Linked DNA regions of Hordeum vulgare: region 2 is linked to region 1. Evidence: chromatin contacts called from public Hi-C data. All regions are on one chromosome and are shown on one strand. The core of a region is the stretch at or near the end of the contact, and the rest is flanking DNA. Distances in the headings are between cores, read along the strand shown. Region 1 holds the start of LOC123397581 (protein MIZU-KUSSEI 1-like). Region 2 holds the start of LOC123398866 (protein transport protein sec31-like).

What was found. A called contact is a pair of places that touch in the nucleus more often than the background predicts.
Region 2: a contact with region 1 is called in a Hi-C map of leaf, with 3 times the contacts expected there. The contact joins the promoter of LOC123398866 here to the promoter of LOC123397581 in region 1. A contact is called at or near these places in 1 of 6 Hi-C or Micro-C datasets (leaf) and 1 of 1 datasets of contacts at active chromatin or transcription factors (embryo).

The regions. Positions count from the first base shown.
Region 1 is chr5H:464,609,172-464,611,761 of MorexV3_pseudomolecules_assembly, forward strand. LOC123397581 (protein MIZU-KUSSEI 1-like) reads left to right here and starts at 1,299. Exons shown (of 1, transcript XM_045092118.1): 1 at 1,299-2,550. The coding sequence starts at 1,431. The coding sequence ends at 2,396.
Region 2 is chr5H:465,196,786-465,199,375 of MorexV3_pseudomolecules_assembly, forward strand. It overlaps LOC123398866 (protein transport protein sec31-like), which reads left to right and starts at 1,305. Exons shown (of 1, transcript XM_045093312.1): 1 at 1,305-2,590. The coding sequence starts at 1,420.

The DNA of each region.
Region 1 (2,590 bases), core at 49-2,548:
TGAATATTTTTGTAGCAAACATGATAGAATGTTCTACCGACATGTGAATGTTTTAGAAGGAATGACATTCGTGGCGTTCTCGATAAAAAGTAAAAAAAACAATGCTCTGAAAAAGGTCTTTTTGAAGCATTTCGGAGGTTTGATTTTTTCCTTCTTCGGTTATAGAGCAATATGAACATGTGAGTAGAACAACAGTTGTTTGTTGTAAAAAACTTAGAACTGTTTATTTCATTTTAGATTTTATTGTTCAACCAGGTGATCAAGAATAGTGTCCACCATTGCATTGGTTACAATTTCTTAGAGGGTGGTTGAAGGGGGGGGGGGGGGGAGAAATATGTGACATGTTGCCTCCTCGGTGATGTTGTTTATGATCTCATTTGTGATGTTGCCTGCTTAACTGTAGTTTCTATTTCTTCACCACATTTGGGGTTTGCAAGGTCATTTTGGCTCCTTGCCTCCTCCCCCTTTTTGCTATAGCACACAGATTTTGAGCCATAGGAGTGAGTTGCGTCTTTACTCTTATGATTCCACCTTGCTTTGTTACTCGTCCCAGGTACTCCCTCCGTCCGGAATTACTTGTCGCACAAATGGATAAAAATGACGTATCTAAAACTAAAATACATCTAGATACATCCATTTCAATGACAAGTATTTTCGGATGGAGGGAGTACTGTTTTAGTTCTCATGGTAGGCTTTGGGTCTTAGTCTTGCGAACCTCTATTGGTTCCTATTAATGGAAATCGGGGGAAAATCTTTTTTGCTCAAAAAAATAGCATAGAGAAGGTCGGTGACCAAAATTTGTCGTAACAAATCAAAGGAAAACATTGTTTGCACGTCTACTCTTGCATCACAAAAGATTAGGCGCACTGGCACTGCCAAAAGGAGGTGCACCAAATTGTATTTGTACAAGTAAGAAGTCTAAATTTACCCTGTGAAAAAAACACGTACTCCGGCCCTCCGTTCCTAAATATAAGTCTTTGTAGAGATTTCATTAGTGTATTACATACGGATGTATATAAACATACTTTAGAGTGTACATTCAATCATTTTGCTCCGTATATAGACATGTAGTGAAATCGTTTAAAAGATTTATATTTAGGAACGGAGGGAGTACTAAATTCCAAAAGCAATCCCTATTTCATCACATTCCACCATTTTTTCGTGGTAATAACAATCCAAAGATAGATAATGGGACCAATTGTAGAATTCGTGTTAAACTGTTAATACGACCTGCATGCATTTTTTTCGTCGTGACAAGACATGGGTACCAACTATATATATATAGTACTCAGTAGACAGATGTCATTACAACATAAGTGCACATAAGAATTGCACAAGCAGCACGGATCGAACTACGTGGAAATGCATGTCAGGTCACGTTCAGAATGAGAGGGGACGCCCGGACAGATCCAAGCAGCAGCAGGTAAACGATGAGTTCGACCAGACTCCACGATGCTACGGTACACAGCGCAACAACGACCGGCCAACCTCTTCAAGCTCCCGTTCCCTCGACCCTTTGGCTGGCTGGCTGGCTATATATCCGCACGACAAGGGAAGCCCCTTTGCTTAAGAAAAAAGCCTCACTCCACCAACTCGATCGGCATTCGGCAAGTACCGTGCGATCGATGCCGTCTTTCGTCGACGGCCCCAGTCTCCGCTCGCTGCTCCGGCCGTCCACAAACGGGCGCCGGACGAAGGTCCCGGACAGCGCCGGCGGTGGCGGCGGCGGCGGCGGCAAGGGAGGCGGCCATGGAGGGATCTTCAAGATGTTCAAGCTCATGCCGATGCTCTCGTCGGGGTGCAAGATGGTGGCGCTGCTGGGCCGGCACAACAGCCGGGCCCTCCTCGCGGACCACGCCACGACGGTGACGCTGTTCGGCCACCGGCGCGGCCGCGTGAGCCTGGCCATCCACGAGGACACCCGCGCGCCGCCGGTGTTCCTCATCGAGCTGCCCATGCTCACCAGCGCGCTGCACAAGGAGATCGGATCCGGGGTGGTCAAGCTGGCGCTGGAGAGCGACACCCGCAGCGCGCGCCGCCGGCTCGTCGAGGAGTACGTCTGGGCCGTCTTCTGCAACGGCCGCAAGGCCGGGTACTCCATCCGCCGCAAGGACGCCTCCGACGACGAGCTGCACGTGATGCGCCTGCTCCGCGGCGTGTCCATGGGCGCCGGCGTGCTGCCGGCCGCGCCCGAGAAGGACGGCGGCGTGCCCGCGGGGCCCGACGGCGAGCTCACGTACGTGCGCGCCCGCGTCGAGCGCGTCGTCGGGTCCAAGGACTCCGAGGCGTTCTACATGATCAACCCCCACGAGGGCGGCGTTGCGGGCGGCGACGGTGGCGGAGGCGACGACGGCAGCGCACCGGAGCTCAGCATTTTCCTAGTGAGGATGAAGTGAACAAAGGAAAGACCAGTGCTTCGTCTTCCATGTATACTCGTGCGAGTAGATCACATCGGTTTTTGGCGAAATTGGATTATATATAGAGAGACTATGTGTAATATAGCAAGTTCAAATGAGTACAAGTCCATGCTAGACAGCAGTTACTTTTGCACTTGGTATGGTGGATTGGTGATTGAATCCTCGCTGCGAGT
Region 2 (2,590 bases), core at 55-2,554, 590 kb after region 1:
GAAATTGCTTTGTTGGTTTTGAATTTTAGTCCCGTCAGAGTTATACAAGTTTCTCTCCTTATTTCCTTCTATTCTTCCTCTTTGTAAGGCATGAGTTTCCTAAGAACGCATATTGGAGAGAGTTGGTACATGTTCATGGACATGAGGAGCCTATCGCATTCGTCCTTGGTGTTCGCCGCCATATTCCCAGGACAGGAGTGCCGACCGATCTTTCATCCACATAAGGCCTTCGTGAGCCCGCTCTTCTAGTTCCTCATTGAGCTTAGGACCCACTAGCACGATGGCAAGAAAGGGCATCACCACACCACCACCACCAATGGCGATCTTGTCAGTCCGGCTGGGCCGTCCAGGTTCGTGCTCACTCACGAGGTGGCTATGGCGACAGTTTCCCCGGTTGGTGATGTGACAACGGAGGACCCAATTGCTACTGATGTGACGAACACAAACACATAGGAGCAGGTGGGTATACTCTATAGTTTTGCGGCGAACCATTACCGACTATTTGTTGTACTACTTGTGTTCCACATTTAATTCCACTCGTTTTGATACCAAAAAAAAAGGTGTGGAAAATTTAGAGTAGGTAAAGTATATAACTAGAGACAACGCAATCATATCAGTGTTAGACAATGTCAGTACTTCATGTAGCCGATGAGAATCCATTATGGGATTGTGTTGGTTTTGCACACGTGTGTCTTATTGTTCCAGTTAGAAGTTTGCACATATCAAATCTGATGAAATAATATCAAGTAGTACAAACAGTGAAGTGAAAGCAGTGTGTGCCTACCTGGCACCATAGAGATTCCTCTCAGACGTCACGCCATGTGCGTGCCCGCAACCAGTAGTAAGTTACTACTAGGTTGTAGTACGGGTTAGTTCACGTTGATATTATAGGTTAGTGTTGTTTTTTTTTTCTTTTGCGAGGGCATATGTTAGTGCAGTTGGAAGCACAAATTCCGTATGAAGAAAGTTCGTGAAAGCCTTTTAGCATGGAATCAAATTTTAAAGATCTTGACGCAAAAAATACAAGAATTAAAAGCGATTTGTAATTTGGACTCACGGATTTTAATTTTAGAAGACAAATCTAGAAAAGAGCACACACTGTCAATTTTGACAGAACTCTATGCTGACAAGTGATGCCTATGTTTTTTTTAGCAAAACAAGTGATGCCCATGTGCTCCATCACTTGTAATCACCAGAGAATTCTGAGGTAGTAGTGAGCAAAACTCGGATTGCTATTGGGCCGTCAAATGCCCATGAAAAGCCGTTGGTTTGTGTCGGAATCGTCCATGTTAACATCGCTATTATCGCACACGCACACCCAGCTGATCCATCCCCAATTCGACCGTCAGAGGAAAAAAAAAGATCCATCCCCAATTCGAGCTCCACCGAACCCTCCTCAATCCCACCCTCCACCCAACAATGGATCCGGCCGCCGCCGCCGCACGGCGGCAGGCGGACAAGTGGATGAGTGTGGCCGAGAAGCTCCTCATGGCGAGGGACCTCGAGGGCTGCAAGGAGTTCTCCTCCCAGGCCATCGCCGCCGACCCCCGTACCCCGGGCGCTGAGGATCTCTACGCCGCCGCCGACGTCCTCCTCGCGTCCCAGCGCCGCCGACTGCCCAGCGGCCAGCCCGATCCCTACGCTGTTCTCGGCCTCGACCCTGCCAACCCCGCGTCGCGCCACCCGGACGTCGTCCACCCCAAGTTCCGCCGGCTCTCCCTCCTCCTCAACCGGTCCCACCCCGACCGCCCCTGCTCGGTGTACATCGCCGAGGCCGCCCGCCTCGTCGCCGATGCGTGGGCCTTCCTCTCCAACGCCGCACTTAAGTCCGCCCTCGACGCCGAACTGGATGCCGCCGCTGCACCTCGCGCACCGATGCAACAGCCGGCGGTGGAGAGGAGGCCGCAGCCGTCGCCGCCTCCACAGCAGAGCCCGGTATGGGCAGTTCCCCTGCCACGGCCACCTCCACAGCGGATCCCGGTACGGCCAGCTCCCCAGCCAACGCCGCCTCCACAGCCGACTCGGCTGCAAGCAGCTACCCAGCCTTCTCGGCCCCCACAGCCGAGTTCGATGCGAGCAGCTACCCAGACACCGCCGCCTCCACAGCCGAGTTCGCTGCGAGCAGCTACCCAGACACCGCCGCCTACACAGCCTAGTTCGCTGCGGGCAGCTACCCAGACACCGCCGCTTCCACAGCCGAGCCCGCCGCAACCAGCTACCCAGGCACAGCCACCTCCACATTTGAGTCCGTTGCGAGCAGCTACCAAGCTACCGCCGTCTCCACAGCCGAGTCCGCTGCAACCAGCTACCCAACCACCGCCGCCTCCACAACCGAGCCTGCTGCAAGCAGCTTCCCAGCCACCCGCCGGAGCAACAGCTCCGCCGGTGGAGGCTGCCACATTGCCTGCGTCGACATTCTGGACATTGTGCAAGGGGTGCTCCCATATTCACCAGTATGATCGTCTCTACGAGGCGCGCAAACTAAAGTGCTCCAGCTGCCACCAGCCATTTGTAGCCGAGGCAATGGCTGAGCCGCCACCCATTGTGCCGGGCACTGACATGTATTACTGTACCTGGGGTTTCTTCCCGA